Linked DNA regions of Mus musculus: all the other regions are linked to region 1. Evidence: chromatin contacts called from public ChIA-PET and promoter capture Hi-C data. All regions are on one chromosome and are shown on one strand. The core of a region is the stretch at or near the end of the contact, and the rest is flanking DNA. Distances in the headings are between cores, read along the strand shown.

Evidence for each region. Promoter capture Hi-C pulls out the DNA fragments that hold promoters and counts their contacts. ChIA-PET counts read pairs in DNA pulled down with a chosen protein or histone mark. Capture Hi-C pulls out chosen DNA fragments and counts their contacts.
Region 2: a promoter capture Hi-C map of hematopoietic stem and progenitor cells shows a contact between it and region 1, with 2.3 times the contacts expected there. The contact joins the enhancer-like site here to the promoter of Afg1l in region 1. A contact is called at or near these places in 7 of 39 promoter capture datasets (the 3T3-L1 cell line, 3T3-L1-derived adipocytes, the C10 cell line and 4 more), 1 of 115 datasets of contacts at active chromatin or transcription factors (bone marrow-derived macrophages) and 3 of 9 other capture datasets (adipose tissue, liver and pancreatic islet).
Region 3: a contact with region 1 is called in a promoter capture Hi-C map of adipose tissue. The contact joins the promoter of 1700016J18Rik here to the promoter of Afg1l in region 1. A contact is called at or near these places in 2 of 39 promoter capture datasets (hematopoietic stem and progenitor cells and liver), 1 of 115 datasets of contacts at active chromatin or transcription factors (bone marrow-derived macrophages) and 2 of 9 other capture datasets (adipose tissue and liver).
Region 4: a contact with region 1 is called in an RNA polymerase II ChIA-PET map of memory CD8 T cells, with 36 read pairs. The contact joins the promoter of Scml4 here to the promoter of Afg1l in region 1. A contact is called at or near these places in 1 of 115 datasets of contacts at active chromatin or transcription factors (memory CD8 T cells) and 1 of 9 other capture datasets (adipose tissue).

What each region holds. Positions count from the first base shown.
Region 1 is chr10:42,476,689-42,480,373 of GRCm38.p6, forward strand. Afg1l (AFG1 like ATPase) reads right to left here and starts at 1,877. Exons shown (of 13, transcript NM_145743.2): 1 at 1,575-1,877. The coding sequence starts at 1,713.
Region 2 is chr10:41,971,159-41,974,843 of GRCm38.p6, forward strand. Armc2 (armadillo repeat containing 2) reads right to left here. Exons shown (of 18, transcript NM_001034858.3): 8 at 1-42. It overlaps Gm33058 (a long non-coding RNA gene), which reads left to right. Exons shown (of 3, transcript XR_380266.3): 3 at 3,550-3,685. Among named protein-coding and RNA genes, the nearest start is that of Gm33058, 14 kb to the left of the region's middle. Within about 2 kb of position 1,768, at least 45 of the 459 cell types and tissues checked have an H3K27ac peak or open chromatin away from gene starts, as enhancers often do. A contact at or near this core is called in the HPC-7 cell line, bone marrow-derived macrophages and hematopoietic stem and progenitor cells, where this site is marked.
Region 3 is chr10:42,016,432-42,020,116 of GRCm38.p6, forward strand. It overlaps 1700016J18Rik (a long non-coding RNA gene), which reads left to right and starts at 1,723. Exons shown (of 3, transcript XR_871596.3): 1 at 1,723-1,830; 2 at 2,177-2,481. It overlaps Armc2 (armadillo repeat containing 2), which reads right to left and starts at 1,951. Exons shown (of 18, transcript NM_001034858.3): 1 at 1,762-1,951.
Region 4 is chr10:42,858,452-42,862,136 of GRCm38.p6, forward strand. It overlaps Scml4 (Scm polycomb group protein like 4), which reads left to right and starts at 2,061. Exons shown (of 9, transcript NM_172938.3): 1 at 2,061-2,402.

The DNA of each region.
Region 1 (3,685 bases), core at 627-3,126:
AAGAGGGTTAAAACTGGCCTGGTGGTGGCACACGCCTTTAATCTCAGCACTCGGGAGGCAGAGGCAGGAGGATTTCTGAGTTCGAGGCCAGCCTGGTCTACAAAGTGAGTTCCAGGACAGCCAGGGCTATACAGAGAAACCCTGTCTCAAAAAACTAAAAAAAAAGAAAAGAAAAAAAAGAACTGAACCTATAGCTCTGTGGCAGAAGGGTGGCCTAGTGCACAGGAGACCTTGGGTTCAAAGCACAGTACTGCTGAAAATCAAGCCAAATCCTGCCCTTCCTGTCCTCATGGTCTCTCCCAAGGCTTCCTTCCTGCCTTTGTTTAAGCCAGCTTTGTAAATGAAACTTCAAACAAGAGGGGAAAAAGAAATAACCCTCCTGGGGTTATTTCTTGATGGCGGGTGTGGGGGGGGGGAGTAAAGAAAGGGGCAGAAACTGTAATCCAGACTCAATTAATGAGATTTATACTTCAGCATTTCTCTTGTTTATAAAATAGAAAGGAATATTTTTTACTTTACTTATTTTGTGTGTGTGTGTGTGTGTGTGTGTGTGCGCGTGCGCGCGCGCAAGAGAGGACAAGTGGTGGGTGTTGGTACTTCCCCTCTGCCATATGGGTCCTAGGGATTGAACTCAGGCTTGATAGCAAGGCCCTTTGCTAAGTGGGCCATGTAAAGCTCACAGTCTGGTATTTATTTCAATGACTGAGGGGGGAAAAAAACCTATCTTGAGACGATGAGAATCGGCATTTGCATATATATACTCTGTTAAATTATATCCGATTTTGAAGGTATATAAAGAAGCTCTTGGAGATGAGGAAAGGTGACTGAGGAAGACCATGAGAATAACGTCGTTCATTTGAAAATATCTGCTCATCAGACACCAATCACCATCCTACGTGCCAAGGAAATAAGGACACAGGGTTTGCTGTCTTTTGAGAAACCAGTCCAGTGAAGAGAGGTAAAATTAGCACTTCTGGGAAAGAGCAGCAGGAGGTTCTCAAGTTCGTGGCCAGCCTGTACCACACAGTGAGACCACGTGATTGTAATTTGGCTAACCACTCATTCACAGACACATGACAGTAGAACGAAAGAATCGAAGGTCAGGGGCAAAACAGATAAATGACAGACAAACAGACAAAGTGATGCCCTAGGAATTTAAGACTGCATCGAGAAAATGGGCGGGGAGGGGGCATAGGGTCCCTGACTGACATGACCATTAAGTCCATCACCAGCCTTAAGAGCCCAGATGGGTTGGGGTGAAAGGCTCCCCACACACCAACCCCATCTTGCTTACCCCCATCCCTCCAAGCCGGGCTCTTGCACACCTGCCCTCTCCAGGCCTGGGTTACCTGGGGAAGAACTGGGTTGGCCTCTGACCCTCAAATGGAAGTTACTCTGGGCAGCTGCCTGAGGCGCTCAGCGCTCTTTGGGGCAACGAGATGCAAAAGGTCAATAGACACGAACTCGTCTCTAGGATCCTTACAACTTGTGAAGCCACGGGTGCAGCTGGGAGGGATCAGACAGTGGGGTGACCCCAGGGCCTTGCGCGGCCCGCTCGTGACACGGTCACTGACCTTTCCACAGGGGTTTCCCAGGGCCAGGGGCCGGAGGAGGGATTGCGACGACCCGCGCCCCGCACCCAACACCTCTCCCAGTCAGCCGGCTGCGCGCGGCGGAGCGCAGAGTAACCAAGGGCGACCAGGAGGCCGCCATCTTGAGCTCCGTACAGGGAGGAAAACTTTATTGTAACCCAGAAGACGCGACGGAGCAGCCGGGTGCTGTGGCGCTCCAGGAGGCCACGCCTGAAAATGAGAGAGCGTTAAAGAGAGATGACCTCAAGCTTAGAAAGGCTGCAACGCCTGCCCTTCACGCCTTCCGGTGGGCCTTGGGACTACAAGTCCCGAGAGGCCTCGCGCCTTGAGGGGGCGTGTCCTGACAGTCGCGGGTGCGCCCCACCCCGCTGAGAGGCGGCTAGAACCAACTCTCCACCCCGCCCCCACTGAAACCCTAGTTCTCCAGGCCTGAGAAACCAATTGTAGCTTGTAGTAATAATCGTGAACCTTCTAAGACCGCATAATATGAAGGTGACCAAGAGGTATATATTATACCTCGTCCAATCTGCTATAATATAGCCTCAATTTACTTTTCTTTCGGTGTCCAACGTGTCTCTGAAGGGTACCTGAAATGTGTTTCTGCCACTTTCTGTTTGAGCTGTTGAGTAATAGAAATTATCTTCTATATAGCACATGTTTTCATGCTTTGAAGAAGCTTATAAGTGGGACAGGAAAGCCAAAGGGCCCAGACTGACAGCTGGTGGATGTGGCAGTCATGGGATGGTGTGACCACTTGAATTTGCGACTGCCCTCATTTGAGGCTGGCGACCCTTTGGCTAGATGAACGCTGCAGCTAAAGACAATAGTGGGATCAAGGAGAGAGCACTGTTGTGGAGGAGTACGGAGATTATATTTTTGTCTAGGTGTGTGTGTCCTATATTGAAAGCGATTCTTCTGGAGGCCAGAAGTGGGCATTGATCCCCCCAGAGCTGGCTGAGATTAAAGGCAGCTGTGGGCCACTCAACGTGGGTGCTACGAACCAAACCCTTGTCGGCTGCATAAGTTACACATTATTTAAACAGTTGAGCCACTTCTCTAGTCCATACAAGATTAACTTTTAACAAAAGACAAAGACCTTCCCAGGGGTTGTCGGGTGGTGTTCAGCTGATAGAGTGTTTGCCTAGTTAGCAGGAAGCCCAAGATTCACCAGTCTGGGAAGAAAAAGCACAAACAGCAATCCTAGCATTTGGGAAATGTAGACAGCAGGGTTAGAAGTCCAACTACATAGTTACATCCTTAAAAATAAATAAAACAACAACAACAACAACAAAAAAGTAAACCCTTCAACCGTGGATCATATCTAAAAGACCTGAACATTTAGCTGGGAATTATGGAAAACAAGAAAGTCTAGCATTCCTAGGAAGGAGGAAACAAAGTTTCAATTGTGTGACCAAAAAAGAGAACACTAAGAAGAATTCCAGGAAACCAAATTGTGGTCACCAGAAGAGGAATTCTGAAGAAACAGGAAATGGAAGGTGTAGTATGGCAGAGTAACTTCAAGCCTTTTCTCTGCTAATATGTCAAAGTATGTACCCACCCCGATGGGACTGAAGATAGTCTAAAGAGACACTTGTGTCTTCTTTCCCTTTGGCTATTGCACTACTGAAACAATGGCCCTAAGAAATCAAACTGCTCCCAAGAATCCCACGCTGGGACAAGGAAAAGGTTGAAGCCTGGTGCCAACCAGAAAAGGGAGAAGCTGGGCTCCCGGAAGTGACGTCACACGGTTCAGACAGTGCAGAACCAGCTTGTAGGACACACTGGAGCTGGGCAATGGTGGGCCAGTGATGCACAGGTCACACCTGACCTGGACGGCTGAGTTGTTGTACCTCTTTCCTACGACTTAAACCCAAGCTTCCAGTCAGGATCTCAAAGATGGATTTGGATCTCTCTCTCTCTCTCTCTCTCTCTCTCTCTCTCTCTCTCTCTCCCCCCTCCCTCCCTCCCTCCCTTCTTCCCTCTCCAAGCTCTGACCAGAACAACCGTATCTGCTGATGTACACATCCAGTCTTGGAACTCTAGCTCCATAGACCAGGCTGGCCTTGAACTCAAAGAGATCTGCCTACCTCTGC
Region 2 (3,685 bases), core at 518-3,017, 510 kb before region 1:
GGAGCTGGGTGCAGGCTGCACACATCTCTTCAATGTCTTCTTCTGTCGGAGCAAAGAGAATATCGACTACTTACTCATAAGGTTGAATTTTCAGATATGTCAGACGCAAGCAGTGCGAGGAAAAGCTCCCTGGGTATCCCGAGACATCTCCAGATCCCCCGGTGCTGTTTTCCACGTACCCCTCCCATCTACTTGCCCATTCTCATCTCTTTGATTCATCTCCTGGGCTAACTTATTTACTAACCGGTCACTTAGCTTGACCAGGACACAGCCTTTCAAAACCTCTCCCTTGGCTCCCTTTTCCGAGTGCTCTCCCCTCCCCCTGGGCTCTGTCCAGTTTCACTGGGGCAGGTCATTTGCATTTCTGCCTCCGTTTCTTTAAAAAAAAAAAAAGTTGCATGATTCCAAAAGGAACTAATGCTACCTTGTACTGCTATTTAATTTTCACATGTGAATAAGTGTGTTGTGAGATGAATGGATCAATGTTCTATATGACTAGGGATCCTGACTGACACATCTGTATGGTAGAGCAAGAAAACTATATAGGTCTTAGTCAGGGTTTCTATTCCTGCACAAACATCATGACCAAGAAGCAAGTTGGGGAGGAAAGGGTTTATTCGGCTTACACTTCCATACTGCTGTTCATCACCAAGGAAGTCAGGACTGGAACTCAAGCGGGTCAGGAAGCAGAAGCTGATGCAGAGGCCATGGAGGGATGTTCTTTACTGGCTTGCTTCCCCTGGCTTGCTCAGCCTGCTCTCTTATAGAACCAAGACTACCAGCCCAGAGATGGTCCCCCCACAAGGGGCCTTTCCCCCTTGATCACTAATTGAGAAAATGCCTTACAGTTGGATCTCATGGAGGCATTTCCTCAACTGAAGCTCCTTTCTCTGTGATAACTCCAGCTGTGTCAAGTTGACACAAAACTAGCCAGTACAGTAATCTACAACATAACTTCAAGCAAGCTCATCTATTGATTTAAAAAAAGTTTCTTTCTTCCTTCCTTCCTTTCTTTCTTTCTCTCTCTTTCTTTCTCTTTCTCCCTTCCTTTCTTCCTTCCTTCCTTTCTTTCTTTCTTTCCTTTTCTTCTTCTTTCTTCTTCTCTCCTCCTCCTCCTCCTCCTCCTTCTCCTTCCTTCTCCTTCTCCTCCTTTCTTCTTCTCCTTCTTCTCCTTTCCTTCTCCTTCTCCTTCTCCTTCTCCTCCTCCTCCTCCTCCTCCTCCTCCTCCTCCTCCTCCTCCTCCTCCTCCTCCTCCTCCTCCTTCTTCTTCTGGTGCAGGGTTTCTCTGTGTAGCACTGGCTGTCCTGGAATTCACTCTGTAGACCAGGCTGGCCTTGAACACATAGAGACCCCTCTTGCTTCTGCCTCTCACGTGCTGGGATTAAGCCACTACCTCCTGGCTATGTTCCTTTCAAAATGACTGTCAACCAGGGGGAGAGACAGTACAAGCCACCATTACCAAAGAGGAGACTTTTAAACAAATGCTGCTTAGGAAAGAGGGAGGCTAGAATATTTTGTTTACAGTTGTGATCCTGAAGAAAGTGATTTTTGAGAGTGGCTTAACAGTTGGTACACAGGAAAGAAAGCCCTCTCTCAGAGGGCAGCACAAGGGGGAGAAAGGAATTCAAGGTATAGCGTGTTCTCTTTGGAAGGGTTACCTCTGACGGACCTCATCACAAAATGTAGACGTTGTAGGCCAATCTGTAAATACCATAATGGGAGCTTAGCTGCGGACATGCAGGAAGTGTGCGCCAGCAAAAAGGAAGTGACTCGGGCCATTTTTAGCTCTTTTCAACAATAACATCTAAGAAAAAAAAAGTTGAAACCTCAACAACTAAATACACGCCAAAGCCTCTCGGTTATGCACTTAAGTAAATGAACAGTTGGGAAGTGATGGAGACCCCAACCCGAGGAGAGCCGGAGCTCTACGGGGTGCATTGCTTTGGGGTGTTGCTCTATTCTTCTCTGACTGGCCTTCACGCCTGCAGGCTTTGGGCTGTTCTCAGCTGCTGGGCTCAAGTTTACAAAGGAAGAGGCAAGGAAGGTTCAAGGATCAAAGCTTCAGCTCTGGCTCCAGGAAGCCCTCTGATACTCTGTATCAGTCAGCTGGCTATTCCAGTTATAAATGCCACCAGGTGGAGCACTGCACTCTGGAAGCCGAGGCAGAAGGATGGCAAGTTTAAGGTCAGCCTGGGCTACATCTGGAGACTCAAGAAGTCAAAGCAAAACAAAACAGAAAGGCACATGGCCACAGAAGACATTATAAGAGCTGAAACTAGTTAAGAGTTTCAAGAGTGATCTAGCGGAGCAAAGTCACCAAGTAACTTCCAAGTCACCCCTTAACCACACAGGGAAATGCAGCCAAGCGCCTGGCAGGCACCACCTGACCCAAATGGCCCAAAATCACGCTTCCAGTAAGGGATAGGTCAGCAGTGGGCCTACTGCCAGGGGGCCTGAGAAAGATGCAGCGTGAGTGTGGAGATAGTCCTGCCTCAAAGGCCCAATTTGGGTCTCAGTAGGAGAAAACACTTGGAAAACCTGATGTGTGGATGTTCTGTACGGTAAATGGCCTGTTTCCCCACTTCTAACAGGATCATGAAAGGGTTGTGACAGATGATTGAAACTTGTGGCCCAGAAGTTTCTAGAAAGGAAATCATAGGGACAATAAGCCAAATGCAGGCAAGATTTGTACGGCCTGGTATGGTAATTCCCAGATACGGAAGTGAACACCCTTGCTTCTAAAACTAACAAAATCAGGGACTGAAGTAGTTAAAGAGTAATAGATTTGGGTTTTTCCGTTTGTTTTTATTTTGTTTCATTTTGAGACAGAATCTCATTGTGTAGTAGAGGCTGGCCCTGAATATGTTAACAATGTGTTCTCAAAAAGTTCTAGAAAGAAAGAAAAAAAAGCAATGTGCAAGTGGGCAGAGAAAGAGGAACACGGAGTGGGGGACAACAAGGCAATGTGGTAGAGCCTAAGTGCTGGGCATCTGAAAACTATTAACTACTGTAACTATTGTAATCAATCTATTAACTACTGAACAGGCCTAAAGAACCACAAGGTATCGAGGGAACTATTTGTCTAGGAACAAAGATTCGATATTTCTTTGACACAGGCTCTTACTGTGGAACTTAGACTGGCCTTGAACTCACAGCTGCCCAAGTGGGAGGGTTTACAGCTCACTGTTTAATGATCCATCTGAGAAGGGAGACTCATCTATATCTCATTCCCCCAAACTCCTTAGTGATGTCCTAGGTTTGCCCTGTTGGTATCTGGTGGACAGAGCACTGGGCATCCACTGAAGAGCCTGCTGTGCGGGATCTCCCCTCCAGACAGGCCTCCCATCTGAAGACTTCCCATGTGATTTCTAACTCTTGGCCAGACTCACCTTCCTGATTTGATTTGCACTCATTGCCTGAAGGAATGACCCAAAATTCACCGTACAAGCTAATAGGAGGGTAGGAACTGTAACTCCAGTGGGGAAATGTTATATTCTTTGAATGTAAGGGATTCGGAGGTAATTTGATTTCATCCATCTTTGAGTACAGAGTTTACATGAAGTGCTGTGCATCGGCTATTAGCATCAAGCCCAGAAATCCTGCCCAGAAGACCCACCCATGGAGAGCACCATCTCGAAGGCCCACCCAGTGGGCACAGCCTGGCTACAGCATGGAACTGAGATGG
Region 3 (3,685 bases), core at 473-2,972, 460 kb before region 1:
CAACACAGAATGGACAGATCCACAGGGGTCAGAGGGAGGCCAGGAGCCCTTTCAGAAGAAACCAGAAGAGTTGTGAACTCTGGAAAGAAGAGGGAGGCTAAGTTGTCGCTTGCATCTCACTGTTTGGTCTGTGGTATCAGATGCGACCACTACAGGATGAACATCATCTGCAGGACGATGGGGAACACCCAAACGGGTTTGTTGTTGCTGTTTTAATGTGTATGGGTGTTTTGCCTGTGGATATGTCAATGCACCACAAGCATGCAGTGCCTGCCAAGGCCAGAAGACAATACTGCATTCGCTGGGACTGGACTTGTGAGCCACTGTGTAGGTTCTGGGAATCAAACCCTGGTCCTCTAGAAGAGCAGCCAGTGGTCCTAACCACTGAGTCATCTCTCCAGACCCACGTGTTATTTGCATGTGTTACTTTCTTCTTCTGGCCTCAGAGGGCATTACAGGCACACTGTACACACACATACACACAGGCAAACATTCATACACATAAAACAAGAATAAATATATCTTTAAAAACCCCTATCTCTACTGTTTGCTACCAACAGCCACCAGAGCCACCTCCTTCATGTTAAAGACAACATTGCCCATCAACATTGCCGACATAGGGTTTGCTGGTGCACCCTCTTTCCCCAGCAAATCAAACACTCAGGGCTCTTTCCATGACTGAATTACTTTGGCATTAAATGAGCATCCAAACAGGTGCAAGAAAAGTGCTTAGATGTCAGAGCAAGTGTTAAGTCCCCCGAGGATCTGCAGCTCTGTGACCTTGAAGGGCATTAGACATCTCTATACCCGAGTTCTCTTCTGTTAAAAAAGCATGGATAATGACCAACTCTCAGGGCAGCTTTCAGCATTGCATGAAATGTCCAAATGCTTTAGCACGATGCTAGCTAGCTCTTACAATACTAAGAAGTACTGTCCAAGTGCTGGCTGGTCAAGAAAGATCTTCCTAGAATGAAAATACTCACCAACAAGAGAAGTCACAAAAGAGACTATCTGTCCAATGTTTTCATGCATATCATAAATTTAAATTTTCAACTAGAGAATACCATCCTTGATTTAAAAACAAAATAAAAACAAACAAACAAAAAAACCCAGCGTTTTTATCTGAATGTCAGTTATCCCAAATCTATGCAAACTGCTAGTCAAAACCTTAGGGATTTACAAAAATGGGATACATATAGTGTGACTTATTTTCTACCAAACGAAAAGAATATGATGTCGGGATGGAAGAACCTGCGGTAATACTTGTGGCATGGGTTGTAAGGGGCATTCTGTATACATACGGTGTAATTAATATTGTTCCACATACACTTTATTGAGGAGTCATTTGTTACCTAGGAAAATCCTAGTTTGTTCTTGTGGCCTGCCTCCACAGAGTCCCTTAGTCTATCACTCTCTCATTCAACCAGTGTTACTGGTTACTCCTGTTAAATACCAGGCAACTGACTAAATGCTCACAGTTACAGAAGCTGACTCCTGTGCAGACCCCGAGAGTATGCAGCAGCACCCCTCGACCCTATCTGGGAACAGAAGAGAGACTGCAGGAGGGGTCCCTGGTGAACCTGCAGGGGACTCCTCACCTCCCGCACGCACAGCTGCTCTCCCACTCCCGGAAAAGCCCGCTCCTTCACCGGTCCAGGTTAGGGCCGAGCGCCTCAGCATCCTCACCTCGCCCTCCCGCCCTCCCGCGCACCGCCTTTGCCCTGCTGGCTAGCATCTCCATGGTAACCGTACACAAACCACCTTTCGCTGCAGGCCGAGCGGTCAGCCTACAGATCCAGGACGCCGCAGAGCGAAGCGGGATGCGCTGGAGTAGGTGCTGGTTGGGGAATCCGGGCTCGACTCAAAACACCTGTGACAAGCGCTAGACACTTAGACCCCGGCGGAGTGTGACGGCCTTCCCGCTCTCGCAGGGCAGCAGGGACCAGGAGGAGGGGCGGGGCGGGGCGGGGCGGGGCGGGGCGGCCCTGCTCCACTCTCCGCCACTGAGCCTGCGCCAATCCCTCTAGCCACGCACGCGTAGCAGCGTCGAGGCGTGGCGAGGGCCCGTGCGGGAGCGCGGGCAGGAGCATACCCACAGGGGAAAGGCAAGAATGGGTGGAGGGGAGTCTTCTTTTACATTAGCAATATGTTCAACCATGTTTGTTTCTCCCCGTAGGATCTCCAAGACTGTTAAACAACTGGCAGAGGAACAATGTAGTGTTTTGGGAAAGAGTCGGTTATTGATTATAGACGTCAACGTCCACCTGGAACGGTTCCTTAGCATCTCATCTCTTATGCTTCAGGCAGAGAGTGCTATCCCTGTGTGTGAATAGCTGAATCGTGGGCCGTAGCAAAATAAATGTGAAGAGCTGTGAATGTAGCAGTGAATGTTAACCTGTTGGATATCATTAACTCCTTGCATTTGGGCAGCACTCAACCGTTTGTAGAGCGAGCTCACAACAGAGCAACTAGGGACCCAAGGTGAGATCAGGAAGGAGCGATTTAAGTCTTGGGTTGCTATGGCTAGTCGCTGTGTGTTCTTACTGAATCACTACAACCCAACAGGGGAAGAAAAAAAAAAGAGTCCTGTGTATATGTTTCTAATTCAAACTCTGTTTGCGTCTACACTGGATCATTGGGTAACACTTGTGAAATACAAGCGAGGCATAAGCTCTAAATTTACACTACGGTATATAAACATAGGGATTATCAGCAAGTGTTGTCAACACTGGGAAAATGCCGTATTCCATGGTGCCAAGGGTCTTGTAAAGAATAACTAAATTGTATCTATTTTGCACAGTTAATACCTTTGATGAGAAATGACACCTGGAACACTGAGTAAAGGTTTTCCAAGTGCTTAACAAGATTTCCCACATCACAGACAAAGAAAACTCAATCATTGATGAAGTTTAGGATCCCAAACTAAATATTATTTTTCACTGGGAACAGGATCTATCCTATGAAGTCCCATTTGTGTGTCACCAGACTCAACTGTGCAAAAGGACATTGCCTGTTGTATAGAAAGCATAACTAGCATTTTGATCTCATAGTTTGTGAGATATGATAAAATACAAGTCCATTTGGGTCTCTTGGTGGCTGTTTATAAATACAGGTGTCTATCTGACCCTTCATGGAGAGTCAGACTTCTCCAAATGTTTTGTTATTAAATGACTGGTAATCTGATATTAACTCAACCTCAACATCTTTCTGAATGATGGTGGGTGAAAAATGAGTATATCGATAGCCAATAGAAATTCAGCTTTACATCTTCTTCTCACCCCAGATTTGCGGTCCACAGTGAGCCTTCCCAAACGTTGCAGTAGCTGGCTTCTAAGTCTAAAAGTCTCATCTCCACTGAAACATGAGCTTACAAACCTGTAAAACAGACATGGCTTGGACCTATAATCCCAGCATGTGAGAAACTTAGACAGGAGGATTACCTTAAGTTCCAAACTAGCCTGAGCTGCACAGTGAGACCCTGTCTCAGAAGACAAAACAAGACATCAAAACCAAATCTGTTTGTTTGTTTGTTTTTTTACCAACAATTGTTATCTATGGTCTTGTGTCTAAAATGTTCATCTAAACTAGACCTTGTAAGCAAACCATTGAAATATGAAGCCAGTCAACCCAGCAGGCCAGATGTCAGCCAAGCAGGCTAGAAGAACCGAAAAGAATGACAGAGACA
Region 4 (3,685 bases), core at 811-3,310, 380 kb after region 1:
ATTCCTTAAGAAATGTTGATTTTATTTGTTGAAAGAGCCATATTCAATTGAACACTAGTTACCCGAGCTCATCTAAAATGCCCTTCAGTGGAACACTGTGTGAGACTGTATGACCATAGCTGTGGCTGGAACTTGGCGCAGGCCACATTTAAACCATCCATCAGGCCCTAGTGTCCTCCCTCTTCCCCAGGGCCTTACTCTATAGCTGAAGTTGCCCTGAGACTCCCCACATAGCCCAGGCTGGCCCATTTCTTTCTGCCTCTGGCTCCTGAATGATGACATCACAGTTTGTCGCCCACACCTGGCTGGCTTCTAATTTCTTTTCTCCTTCTCATCTTCTTCCTTAGGCTTCTTCTTTAAATGAACTAAGTTATAAGAAAGTACAGACACACCCCCTCCAAAACAAAACTTCCAAGACTGTATTTTCCTGAATGAACATCAAAACTCAACAGGTAAATAAAGGATGTGGATTCCTTCTTTTCCTTGTCTTCATTTTTACTTTTCCCCTTCAGTTTTATAACATATTTATTTCCAAAGGAAAAAACCCTCAATAGTTTAAATACGAGTCCAAAAGGGTTGCTGTAGGTCAGTGGCGAGCCATGATGCTGTCTTCGGCAGCTCACCGCCTCCCCTAAGGCCTCTTCCCATGAGGAGAGAGCTCTATGTCTCTTCCCATCTACGTTCCTTAACAGCGTGAGTCTGCACTTTGTTGTGAACGTGTTACTTTTCCATTTCTACATCATGAATTTCAGTCCAAAGCCAGTCCCATAACCCTAATAATTTCTACTTGGGCCAAACTGTCTGTATCTTTCATAAAATAGAAATTTATTGAGAGCTTCTATGGGCCAATCTTGTTTCACTAATCAGCCTTTGATTCCCTTGGATGTCAAAGGGGACACATACTACACTGTTGGTACAAATTTTTGACTCTTTATGGCACTTGGTAGGAATGGAGACTGCCATCCAAGCTGGGCCAGGCCCCGGCCAGCCTGGGAACCACCTTGGGGCAGAGGAGTCAGGGCTGTGGCAGGCAGCGGACCTAGGCAGAAAGGACACATGCCACCCAGGGAATTCCTTCTTTCTTAGTAAGGATAATGCTTTGACTTAAAAAAAACATCAATTTCCTGTATCTATTTAATTTGAGGGGACAAATTTACTTCACACTACATATGCATTCAAATTGTAGGTCCTTTTTAATTTTTCATACTCAGTAACTGGCTAAGCTGTGACCCAGACCTTCCAAATTAGTTTAATGTCAGTCCTGGCTACAAGCATGCTCCCTGTCCCTAAAAGCAAACCCGGTAGACAGCCTGTATTTGTAAACCAGGTATCTTATAAGACACACTTGAGACACATCCCATTTCCCCAGATGAGTCAAGTCAGCAGCAGAAAACCTCGACTCACTTTATAAAAAGAAGGGAGGAGAAAAGGCACCTTCTCTGGTGTAAACTGGTTTAGTGGACAGGCAGTGGGTATGGAGGAGAGACAGCAGCCCTTTCCCAGGCAGGTCCCAAGAGTGTTTGGGCATGGAGAAACACTTCCAGATGTGCACACACAGATGTGGATTAAACGTAGGATAGGCAGCTTTAGAGCTAACAGGTACAGCCACAGTGTGTCATCAGTACAGGTCCACACCTCTGACAACACACAGGCTTTCTGTTGGTATACCATTGTTCTTTCTTTCTTCTTCTTTTCCCCCCAAAGCCAAACATTAGCCTTGTCAGATCGTAACAGTCTTATAAGCCTGGTGTGGCCCTCACTGCTGCAAGACTGGGACAAAGAGATGATGTTACAGTCTGGTTTCTATGGCAACGGAGGAGGGGTAATGAAAACTGAAATGCAGGAAACACCCATTCTGACTATTGTGACATAATTCAGTTTCTTACAAGGAAGTAACTATCTAAGAAGCAGAAGTATCATTACCTGGCGGCTGCTGTTCACAAAAAGCTGTGCTGTGTATTTCTCTTAGCTGGTCTGTCTGTACAGAGGAAAGAAATAACACACACACACACACACACACACACACACACACACACACACACACACACACACAGAGTCCTCGCTTTCTGCATGTAAAATGTGTGTGTGTTCTTTAGAAGCCAGCGGTTGGCTGGTTTTCCGGACATGATGTGGTTGAAGCTGTCATCGTAATGGAAATTCACTGCTGTAGCTATGGTAAATCGAGTGTTCTGCCTGTACTGAATGCATTAGTCTAATGAGATGTTTGCAGCGGCGGCGAGCTGGGCTGCTGGCGACTAGCTGTGAGGCAGGCGTAGCACACGGGTGGAAGATAGCTTGTGCCATACTCGCAGTGTGTGTGCAGGAAGTCACCTGTCTTCTAAGCCACCACTCCAGACCTCAGCAAGCAACACCCTGGTCAGGGCTCTGTGACCAAGCTGTAGGTAAGGGAGACGCATGCTGGCGGGTGTGCTGTGGTACATTGTATGGCTCCTTCTCTTTGGGCTGGCGGCACAACAGGTTACCTGCTTTAGTTTATTTGGGAGGGTTTGCATGCCTGCCTCTCTGGCAATGCACGAGTGTCTGGTGCTAAAACTACTGAGCCCGGTGGGTAAACTTCGGATCCTAACATGCAAAATATAATGTTTGATTTTTTTTAACTATATATCAAAGGGAGATTTAAAGTAAAAACACAGTTTATAACCATTTTTGACATGTATACACTTAACCTCTCTTTAAGTCTATATGTAAATATGTGCAAATTTTTTATTATTTCAAACATGAATATGGTTTTTTTCCTAATAATAATTTTGTCTTATTTTGTATTATTAATTTAAAATTTGTAGTATGGATTAGGTTACAAATATTTACCTAAAATTGATTATTAAAATTGGCTGTGATATAAGCACTCATCAAAGCATTTGTTTTCAAATTGAATTTTATTTACTTGTGTTGAATGCTGCAGATGGGATATTTCATGTGTTTTTGTTGGTTGCTGATGTACCAGTCATAGATAAGGAGAGTATTAATTGTTTGCAAGTTCCTGCTATTAGTTTTTTTAGGAGGAAATAACTAACAGGTTAGTATGGAATGTTTGGAGTTTCCCCAAGTTCAAAGACAAAGTCACCTCCTCCCCTCACACAGTCCTATGTGACCCCAAATAGCTTCCACTCATTCTGCCTGCAGCCCCGGGTGTCGTCTACAGGTTGCTCTGCGGATGGACAGGACCAGTGGGTATGGCTGCTGAGTTAGCAGTTTTCACTCATCATTGATGCGCTTGAGTCTAAGTTCTTGCCGTTATTTTCGACAATAAGCCAGAGGTGGCGGCTTGCTGTGTTGTCTTTCTAGGGTCATGACATTTCTCAAGAGGGCTAGGACCATCAGCAGCTCTCTGAGAAATGGGGCTTTGTAGCTGGGATGCTTGAAAAGTGATCCAGATGTGGTTGTTGTGTGTTCCATGTTTTTAATTCCTTTCTCAACTAAGGAACATTTTTTTTTGAAGGGTAAGAGACATAGATGTCTTTCCCTCCTCAAGACTTTTTTCTCATTAAGAACAAAACAAAACGGAATGTCTGGAGAACATGTAGAAGTATGGAGATGGCTGTAGAGGAGAAGGTGCCTGATTTAGACAGTATTTTATGGAACATTTTGTGTGCTTGTTGCTTGGTAGAAGTGGCTCAGTCGATCTGAGTAACAGCTACTGGGTGGCAATTACCTAGAAAACTAG